Regions from separate parts of the Neogale vison genome. Here region 2 is linked to region 1. Evidence: chromatin contacts called from public Hi-C data. All regions are on one chromosome and are shown on one strand. The core of a region is the stretch at or near the end of the contact, and the rest is flanking DNA. Distances in the headings are between cores, read along the strand shown.

The links. Hi-C and Micro-C count contacts between places; a contact is called where the count stands out from the background.
Region 2: a Hi-C map of muscle shows a contact between it and region 1, with 5 times the contacts expected there. The contact joins the promoter of TPRKB here to the promoter of CCT7 in region 1. A contact is called at or near these places in 2 of 3 Hi-C or Micro-C datasets (fibroblasts and muscle).

What each region holds. Positions count from the first base shown.
Region 1 is chr8:93,969,401-93,974,987 of ASM_NN_V1, forward strand. It overlaps CCT7 (T-complex protein 1 subunit eta), which reads left to right and starts at 3,591. Exons shown (of 12, transcript XM_044261384.1): 1 at 3,591-3,730. The coding sequence starts at 3,725. PRADC1 (protease-associated domain-containing protein 1) reads right to left here and starts at 2,554. Exons shown (of 5, transcript XM_044262469.1): 1 at 2,406-2,554; 2 at 307-407. The coding sequence starts at 2,472.
Region 2 is chr8:94,330,376-94,335,851 of ASM_NN_V1, forward strand. TPRKB (EKC/KEOPS complex subunit TPRKB) reads right to left here and starts at 1,485. Exons shown (of 6, transcript XM_044261400.1): 1 at 1,262-1,485; 2 at 648-681.

The DNA.
Region 1 (5,587 bases), core at 2,341-4,840:
GGAAGTGACCTGCCTTAAGTCACATAGTGCAGACAAAGCTAGCAGAGCCCTTGGTTTCTCACTATTTCATGTCCCCAAAGAAGACAGCTTGTCCCTGTCTGGTGCTCAAGTCTGTATTACACCTGGGAGGGTAGCTAACCAGAAATCTTTCCTTCCTGCACAGCAGCCCCAGGAGGACAGACCAGGATTCTGCATTCTCCCCTGTCCCAGCACTCAAGTATTGGTTGAAGGGATGAGAGGGTCGCCTTACTTGGTGGGATGGAGATAGAGATAAGATCAGAGACAAAGGGGTCTCCCTGAACTTACAAAGATACCACCAAAGTCCTTGGCAGGTGTGGCTGTGAAGATGTAGCGAATGTCTCCAGGACTCAGCACTTGGAAGTACAAATAATCATGGATGCGTAAGCCTGAAAGATAAAAGAGTACGGGTGAGAAGCCTCCAAAGAACAAGCTGGTTCAAGTTCAGATCATGGACCCATTGTCTTCAATGGGGCTGGCTGTAGTCTGGGCTCAGGGGCCCAACTTTAGCCATGTTGAGTCCTCCTGATGGGTGAGATGGATGGTCTCTGCCCTGATGCAAAGAGAGTTAGTAACCCCAGACATATCAGCTGCTGCTGCTGCTGCTGCTGCCGCCACTGCTGCTGCTGCCACCACTGCTGCTGCACAGGGGAGCCAGGAAGAGGAAGAGCCTCTGTGTTCTCTCTCGGGATGAATCCATCTTTGCTCTGAAGTGGACATGAGAGTTTCAAGGTGGAGCTGTGGTAGCCTGAGTATAAAACGATGCTCACTAAAACTTAAAAGTTGACTCCGGTTCCACTGCCATGCCCCTTGTCCAGCCACTGTCCTTTCTTGTCCCCATGGGTCCAGCTTCTTAACTGGTCTGTCTGCCTCTGTTCTTGCTCTCTATGGTCTATTCCCCCAAACAACAGCCATGGCGCTTCTTAAAATATCATTAAGCAAATATGATGAGGTCACCACGCTTATGGCTCCAGAACCCTTCAACAACTAGCCTTTGTGTTCAGAATAAAATCTAAATCTCAACTGTGGCCTGTAGGGTCCTCTTCCATCCGGCCCTTGGCTGCTACAACCTCATCTACTCCTTCCTGGCCTCCTTTCAGTTTCTTCCCTTCTCTGAGTCTTCTTGTAGGCGTTGCCTCTATGTGGGAGGCTTCCTCCCCTTTCCCCACCCCAGCTATGCCTCTTCACCGGGCTCACTCCTACTCATTGGTTAGGTCATAACTGATATGTCACTTCCTAGAGAAACCTTCTGCCCTGTCATTGCTCTCCCCCATGCCCCTCCAAAATGAGCTTTTTCTCCTTTGACACTTTCAACATAATTTGTAATTATACAGTATTCATACTGTTTTGTTTAATGTCGGTCTCCTCCACTAAGGCAAGAACCACAGTTTCAGAGCTTAGTTCAATGCTGTATCCACATTATGTAACAGCGGCTGGGATATGTGGGTGCTCAATAAAGGTTGTCGAAGGAGTGAAGAACTATTTTCAGCTCCATTGCACTGAGGAAGAGAATTTTCAGAACAACCAGATTTTTCTGGGGTTTGGGATCTTCTCTTCAGCACCAAAGTTTAATATTTTACCTGGACTTGAATCCCTAGTTCTTCAGCTCAGAGAGATTGAGGAATGTGGAAATGTGGAAGCTGCTTGCCACAGGTCAAGTAGTCAGTCAACAGACTATCAAACCACTACTGTGCGTCAGGGTTAGGACTGACTGTGGCTTTAGCGATCCTTGTCTCCAGGCCAAATCACAGCCACCAGAGAGAGTTCCACTGGCTTGGCATTGGGCTCACAGCTTTTACCCTGGGAGTGGGGACTTCCCACCAGATACAGATACATTCCCAAGAAGCCTTCTTTAAACTCCTCCTCCTTCCCACACATATCTTCGCCTGGCCTTTGCATCTGCTGATATGTGTAAATCAAGTGTGGGTACACGTATGTGCTCAAGTGTGTGTAGGGTGTATATGTTTATGTGCTCCTTCAGGAGCAAACAGGTTGTGTGTGTAAGTGTGTGCCTGTACATGTGAGCCCACGTGTAAGAATGTATGCCCCTGTATGCTCACATACGTATCTCCAGCTTGTACTATCTCTAGCTGGCCCTTGTTCTTTCTCCCGGTCGCCCCTTCAGCCATCTGGGTCGGCGCTACTGGGGGCGTGGAGAGGAGTCCTGCTTCGACGTGGGGAGGTGAGGACTCAGAGTCCAGCCTCAGGCCGCGCCCTGCTCAAGTCGCCGGGGGCCAGCACCCACCCAGTCCAGTCGCCTATCCCCAGACCCGCCCTGCCCCGAACTCGCGGGGTCCCCAAGGTGACCCGTGACTCCCGGCCCGACACGCGAGCGAGCTAGAGGACCAGCCCCGCCCCGCAGCGCAGCCCCGCCCGTTGCCGCTCACCGTGGGCCGCGACGCACGCGGGGAGCCAGAGCACGAGACAACACCAGCCCGCGGCGCCGGGGACCATTTCCAGGGCCGGGCCCGGCGCCGCGCTTCCTCCGACCGCCCCACCGCGCTAGCTCGCCGGACTTCAGCCTGACAGCTGCTCCGGCCTCCAGCCCCCAGACCCGCTCTTGCTGCTGGTTGGCGGACGGGAACGAGGCCCACGGCTGATTGGCTCTGATGCCTGTTCGTGCAGCTATACTTTCCGCCTCTGCGCCTTACCCTACTTCCTATTGGTCGAGGGAAGTGGGGCCGAGGGCTGATTGGTCTAAACTCTTAACAGCAACTGCCACCGCCCCCCCCCCACCCTGCGCCCTAGCATTTCTTAGTTTGGATTCGGCTCCAGGACGGCGCGGGCTGGTGGGCGGGCCGGGGAGGAAAGCGGACTGGAGATGGGCAACTCTCTGGACTCGCTTTAGCCGTCAGTAGGTGCGGACTCGGCCGGATCTTCCCTGCGGCCGCCTAGCAAGACGACGATTTGCTTCTCTCCACCGTGCTTTCCTCCTCCTCACCCCCTCTTTGGGAAGGCGTTCGTCTGGCGCTCAGATGGGTCTTCCGCGACCTCCACTCCTCTCGTCCTCTGCCCAGTTCCACCAGTGCCTGCGCGCTCTCTTTCGGTAGGCGCTGGGGACCGGCTCAGTGATCCCCTCCCTCGAGGAGGCTGTGGCTAGCGCAGAGCCGGAAAACGGGCACTGGGGCCAGGTGCCGGGTGCCCACGCCTGCTTTTCTACCACTTAGCCTACAGCTGTGACCTTGCACAACTTTCATAACCTCTCAGCCTCAGTTCCTCCATCTATAAAATGGGCATGATAATAGTACCAACGCGATAGGATTGGAAGGGTTCATGAAATCTCTCACCAAGTGCATATTTAACGTAAGCCTATCCCATAGCGCTCAATAAATGTTCGTGTTTATTGTATTTCTTGGTCTGGCGTTCGGGATGAGGGGGGATGGAATGAGGGTTAGCGGGTGACGCAGACCGAACAAGGATTCTACATATTCAAAGAGAAAAGCACAACCCGAATCCGGCGACCCTAGGTAACCAACACTTCTCCCAAAAGCTCCCTCAAAGACCCAGCCTCTGGCCCTTCTAGCCGTGTCGACTCTGTGGTAACAAGCCATAGAGTGGCGGAAGTGGCCCGTCCCCTTCCTCTCCCGAGCCAACGGCTTGGCGAAGCTTCTGGGGACTTCTCTGGCGCGGGGGATTGTGGGGTTGCTGGGCCGCCCGGACGCGGAGAAGACGGGAGGCGTAGCGGGCCAGTGAATAAGCTTCCAAAATGATGGTGAGTGGCGTTTCGCCTATCTGTCGCCATCCGCTGCCATCCGGCCCGTGGGTGGCACCGCCTGGCCCGGGTCGATACCATAGGGCCCTCCGCTACCTACTGACTCTGTCCTTAGGCGGATCCCCTGTCTCCGGCGACCCCGGCCCGCCGCGGCCTGGCTCGGCCCCCGCACGGAACTGGGGCTCTGGGCGAGGCCTTTGTGGGGCTGGAGGGAAGGCTTTGGTCTGGCCGGCTGCGGACTACAAGTCCCAGGCTGCTTCGGGGCCGCGAGCCCGCTTAGGGGACCGGGTTTTTGGAGCCCCCTCACAATCATAAGCTGTGTTAAACGAGTGCGACTTTGAGCGTGCGTGCATACACGGTCGGCGGGTGCCTTGGGAAACGTGGGGGTGTAAAAAACGTGTGCTTCTTAGAACGGGCAGCATGGGGACCTTATGTTGGGCGGAGCGGAGAGACTCAACTGTGGTTGCTCGCGGGTCCCCCAGCCCGCCTGCTGCTGCATACATGGAAACACACTTGGCTTGTACTTTACCACTCACTCGTTCGTTCCTTAAGTAAAAGCATATTTAGTGCCTACTGAATGTCATGTAATGCCAGCTGGTTGTTGGGGCTGCAGCTTCTCAGCCAGGAGAATGGACAGGGCACATGGGGACACTACGGCAGAGGTGGGAAGACCCGGACTCTGACTCCGACTCTGTTTGCCCTTCCGGACTTGGCATCAGACCAGGCTTTTCTAGTTGGCCATCTAACGCTGGGTCTCCTTTTCTTGAATTAGGGGTGTCGATGAATCCTGGAGGTCCCCTGTAGCCCAGCCCACTTCCGCCCTAGCCCTTTGTGCCATCTCAGGGCCGTAGATGCTTTCAATGGATCCCAAGCCTGCTGTTGCCTCCTGAGTTGCTTTTGAACAGGGCCAGCTTTTAAGGGAGTGTCTGAGGCAAGACCCTGACTTAGATGCTGCTCCCTGTGGTGCACTTGGCAGTTCACTGACTCATTTTGGTCTGTCAGTCAGAGGAAATCTTCTGTTAAGTGCTGGCCTTCTATAGCCGCTCCCTGTCCTGGTAGAGGTCAGACTGACACCTGTGAGGTATGTGTTCATTCTGTGACCGGATGCCCTGGGAGTCCAGTTGTACCATGATAGAAGGAACCTAGAATTTATCTGTACTTTTTTCTCCCCTTCATACCTCTAGTACTTCCCTTTTTCAGTCCCTCTCCAGCAATACCTATTCTTTTTTTTTTTTTTTTAAGATTTTATTTATTTACTTGACAGGCAGAGATTACAAGTAGGCAGAGAGGCAGGCAGAGAGAGAGAGGAGGAAGCAGGCTCCCCGCTGAGCAGAGAGCCCTATGCGGGGCTCGATCCCAGGACGCTGGGATCATGACCTGAGCCGAAGGCAGAGGCTTTAACCCACTGAGCCACCCAGGTGCCCCAGCAATACCTATTCTTGAAGTCACTCCAGAGCTACACTGGATACCTAGGTTTTGTAACTAAGCTGGTACCTACTAGGTATGTGACTTTGAGCATGCTATTAAATTTCCTGCCCTCAGTGTATTAAGGGGATTCTTTGAGCTGCTACATACAGAGCATCCAGCATGGAGTAAGCACTCAGCAGATCTTAGCTGTTCTGCTAGGTGGTTGGTTTCTTCTTCCCTCCCTGTAATCTGTCCTACTGACAAGACTTCCATCAGAGTTTTGTTTGACAAGACTCCTTTTGGCATGTGAAACCTGTCAAAAATCCTTGCTGTCATGGAATTAGCCCTCGGTATTCCAGAAGGCTTCTGTGATCAGAAGATAGGTAAAGGGGTGCCTGGCTGGCTCAGTCTATAGAGCATACAATGCCTAATCTCTGGGTCATGAGTTTA
Region 2 (5,476 bases), core at 235-2,734, 360 kb after region 1:
CTGTCAAATAAATAAATAAAATCTTTAAAAAAAAAACAATGTCAATCAAAGTCTTAGTGAGATATTTGGATGAGGCAATTTGATAGATTCATTTTATCCTTTTACTTGGTTCCATTTCTACGACTCTTTTCAAAGAATAAACCAAAAACCTGAAAATTTATGTAAACTAGATGTCCCTCTCATCATCCTAATAGCAAAAAGTTGAAAAATTATCTAGCTAATAACGGAATTTGTTGCAACTAAACAACCATAGTCCCGAAAAGCAGTTAAGGATGTGTGAAAACAGCAATAAATAACACTGATTTAAAACATGTGATTGAAAAACAAAACCTAAAATGTAGCATAAATAGTGGACTTCTCAAAAAAGTGCATAAAAATACTGAAAGGAAAATAAACCAAAAAGTTCTGACTTGGTGGAATGACATCTGAGTTTTTTATTAGGAAAAAGCAGTATGTGTGGATCATATCTTGGCACACCGCAGTTCAATCTTTATAGTCATGGGAATGTCCAATGGGAGGAAAAAGATATAGAAAAAAAATAACGAATATATTCCCAATTTCACAAAAAAGATACACACGGAAGACAAAAACATGAAATACACCAAAATATGGCCATCTCGGGTGGTAGGAATATTGGTCATTTTTACCTTCTATTTTAAAAAGATGTCCGTTCTGAATTTTCTACAGTGGGCACACAAAATAGGAATACATATAATCAGCAGGAAAAAAAACCTCTTCGCTGTTTATGTTTTAACACTAGGGAAAAAAGGACACCTGGCAAAGGTCAAAATAAATTCCCTCACTTAGGCCAGAAACTTGGAATCATCCCCGAACACCTACCCCATAGTTAATCCACAGTCCTGACGATTCTACCTCTTAGGTATCCCTCTGACCCGCCCACTTCTCGCCTATACCCACCGCCCCCAGCAACACCGCTCCCTCATCTACGGCTGTGGCCTTCCCGGGGCTGTCGCCTCGCAGTTCTCGCCCTCCCACCAGCCAACCTCCGGCCGGCAGAAAGAGCGATCCCCTCAAAAAGTAAGCCACAGCGGGTCCTTCCGCTGCTCGTGCGACAAAGCCCCCAGCGCCGCCACTCCGAGCCGTCACTCCATCCCCGGCGCGCGGGGCCCACACTCTATCCGCCGCCGCCGCCGCCGCCTCCCCGGCTTCCGGTGCCTGGGCTCTCTCCCCGCTCTGCGCCCCCGACCGGCAGAGCCCTGACTCCTTCTTCTCTCCCACTTGCCGTTAAGAGTCCATTTACCAGGGCGCCCAAAGCCCCGGGTCTGGTCCCTCTTAGACGCGCTTCTCCGCCCTTTCAGGACGTCAGTGAGCGGGCGCCTGCCCCTGCCGGGCTGCGTTCCCGGGGCTGGCCTTCCAACCCCGAGAGGACCCACACGCTCGCGCTTCCGGTCCTCCTGGAAAACCTTCCCCTTGGAAACAAAGCCCTCACATTCCGGAAGCCGGGCCGAAGCGGCGTCCGCCCCTCGCGACACGCTTCTTCCCCAGCCTGAGCTGTCAGCGGACGCGGAGTGACGGGAGGCCCTGTCCGTCACTTCCGGCGACGGGGACGCTAAGGACCCAGGGACTGGACGCTGAGGTTTCAGTGCCGAGTCTTGGCCTTCTCTCCGACGCGTGTTGGGCGAGACGTAGGTTTCTTCCAGTGCAAAGCACAGTGTTGGCCGGGATGAGCTCCTTCGTCTCCGCTACAGTTCTCTGCGGGGTAGGCGGGACTCATTCCCTTCTTGCTGTCGGTGCGGTCAGTCATTTACGGAGGGTCTCCTAGGGGAGAGGGAATGGACAGATTTGCCTCCGGTACTTAAAAGATAGGTGGCAGGACACTGATGAAATGAACTTCTTCCTGCATCTAGCAGGTTCAGAAATTTCTCATCCGTAAGAGTTTATCAGCCTCCAAGAGAGGAAGTAATCCTCTAAACAGGTTGCAGATAATTATTTTCCATGTTTATGGTTGGAGCCCTTCTTGGACAGCACTTTTCTTTAAATAGGTACATTTACACAGGTAAATAACAAATATAGCTGTCGGGTAGGTGTGTGCTATGGAGAAAAAAAAGCTAGGAAAAGGGAGGAATGCCCGGCCGTGGGTATTACTATTTCAAATAGGATGGTTAAGATCTCACCAGAAAGTGACTGGACGAGGTCTGGAAGCAAGCTGTATGATCTGGGACAACAGCATTCCAGCCAACACAGAGTTCAAAGGCTCTGAAACACAAAGGCCTTCCCCCATTTAAGGGGTAGCAAAGAGTACCCTTTGGCTTGAATACGTGGGAATGTATATGTGAAAAAGATATTCTGACCAAAGATTGGTATTCAGACTATATAAAGAACGCCTATAACTCAGTAAGAGAAAACAACCTAATTATGAATGGGTGACATATTTGAACACTTTATAAAAGATACATGAGTCAGGCCAATAAACACATAAGATGCTCAACATCATAGCAGAGTAATGCAAATTTAAAACATAAAGAGCTACTACTCACCCACATAACTAAAATTTTAAAAACTGTTAATATAAGTGTTGCCAAACACAATCGGTATTGCTGGTTTGACTTTTATAAAATAGTACAACCACTTTAGAAAAGAGTGGCCATTTCTTAATAAATCAAACGTGTATTTACTGTACTCAGCAATTTCATTCCTTGGCATTTACCAGGAAAAATGAAAACATGTACATACAAAGGCCTGTACATGAATGTTCACGGCAACTTTTACTCTTAACAGCAAAAGACTGGAAACAACCCAATGCCCAACAACATGTCAGTGGATAAGCAAATTGTGGTAAATTCATACAATGGGATACAGCATTATTATTATCATTAACAAAAAGCAATGAATTACTGATACTTGACAATACTTACAACATGGATGACTCACAAAACATACTCAGAATAAAAACACTAGAATTTATTACCGTATGATCCCTTTTCTATAAAACTCTAGGAATTACAAATTTATTTTAGATTGACTAGAAAGCAAAAGATTGCTGGGAATGGAGGAGTGAGAGAGGAGCCTGGAAAAAACCCCAAGGGAATCTTTGCCATGAAGCCAATGTTGTAGATCTTGATGTGGTGTTAGTTACATAGTGAGTAGGAATTTGTAAAAATTCATCATACTATGCACTTTAAAAGTATATTTTATAGACGATAAATTATACCTCAATAAAGCTGATTAAAAAGACATTTAAAAAATAGCAGCTCAGTTTTCAGCAGCATATTTGTAACCATCTACAGCTGGAAACCACCATAATGTTCATCAAGTGAATGGATAAGCAAATGTAGTCCATACAATGGACTACAACTTGGCAATAAAAAGGAACCAACTGTTGTCACATAGAATAACATGGATGAATCTCAAAATAATCACGCTCAATAAAAAAGGCCAGACATTAAAATAGTACATTTTGTATGATTCCACTTACATAAGACTACAGTGACACAAAGCAGATCAGTGGTTGCTTAGGTGGGGGCCTTGGGTGGAAAAAGGGAATTACAAAATAGCACAAGGAAACTTTGGGGGTAACAGGTATGTTCTGTCTTAATTGTGGCAATGGTTTCATGGTTGTATACATGCCCAAAGTATCAAATTGTACATTTAAAAACATACAGTATATCGTATCAATTATGTCTCAAACTTTTATCTAGTTTTTGGGAGGGAGTTGGAGAGGGGCAGAAGGAAAGGGAGAGAGGATGTTAAGCAGTCTGCGTGTGCAGCATGGAGCCTGACTCGGGGTTTGATCTCATGACCCTGAGACCATGATCTGAGCCTAAATCAAGAGTCACATGCTTAACTGACTGAGCCATGAGGGTGCCCCCTCAAATTTTAAAAATCATGATGAGACAAAAATACACCAGTATTAGAATAGGTACAATTAAAAAAATTGAGGGTACTAAGTGCTAGTAAGGATGTGAGCAACTGGAACTCCTATACCCTGTTGATGGGGATGTAAAATAGTTCAGCCATTTGGGAGACATTTGGCAGTTTCTTATAAAATTACATAACAGTTACCTCATAGCAGCAATCTCACTCCAAGGGAAATAAACACCTATGTTCACAGAAAAACCTGTATACAAATGATTATAACAACTTTGTTTAAAAGTCAAAAACTGTGTCACCTGGAAGATGGATAAACAAACGGTGATATATCCATACAACAGAATGCTAACTCAACAACAAAAAGGGAATCAAATGTTGATCCCCTTGGGTGACATAGATGGATCTCAAAAGCATTATGCTAAATAAAAGAAATCACATCCATAAGGCTATATACTATGTGATTAAACTCATGACATTCTGAAAAAGGCAAAAATACAGACCAAAAACCGATCAGTGATTGCCAGGGTATGGGGTTGGTGGGAACAGTTACTTACAAAATAACACGAGGAAAGTTTTGGGGGTGATGGCAAGGTTCTCAGTTGTGGTAGTCATTATAAAACAGTGCATTTGTTAAAACTCACTGAACTGTACACTAAAAATGGATGATTTTTACTGTTCCTAAAGTCATCTTGGTTGGGGTGCCTGGGTGGCTCAGTGGGTTAAAGTGTCTGCCTTTGGCTCAGGTCGTGATCCCAGGGTCCTGGGATGGAGCCCCGCATCGGGCTCTCTGCTTAGCGGGAAGCCTGCTTCCTCCTCTCTCTCTCTCTGCCTGCCTCTCTGCCTACTTGTGATCTCTGTCAAATAAATAAATAAATAAAATCTTTAAAAAAAAAAACTCATCTCGGGCACCTGGGTGGCTCATTTTGTTTAAGTGTCTACCTTCAGCTCGGGTCATGATCCCAGGGTCCTGGGATCAAGCCCCTTGTTGGGCTCCCTGCTCAGCAGGGAGCCTTCTTCTTCCTTTCCCTCTGCCAGCTCATGTGCACACATTCTTTCTGTCAAATAAATAAAATCTTTAAAAAAATAAAAAAAGTCATCCCAGGGGCAAAGATAATCCCTTTACTACAGTTGCAGAGGAAGAGGTCACTATGCATCATAAAATGAGTTCAAAAGATCTGATTTGGAAGAGTGTTAAATGAGAACTTTCACAAGAACATCAACCTTGTTCTCTACAATATATAAACCTGCATAAATATGCATAACTGTTACTGTCTGCTAAAGTGAGTCTAACCTTGGAAGTGTTATCTGAACAAATGGGTCATAGAAGACACCGAGACTCCAAAAACTATTCCCAAGTCATGTGAAAATAACCCTGAGAATAAACGCCTACCCAAAAGTCTATAGCTTATACTTCTTGGTAAATTGTTACCTTGAATATATTGACATTTCTGTATTCCTAAAGGTATAAACATTTGTAGGATCTCCATGTCAGATCAGGAAGAGCTCTGGTATTTCCCACTTTCATATACATGGTTGAACAATTTAAAACCTATGATTGGGATGCCTGGGTAGCTCAGTTGGTTAAGCGGCTGCCTTCGGCTCAGGTCATAACCCCAGCGACCTGTGATTGAGCCCCACATCAGGC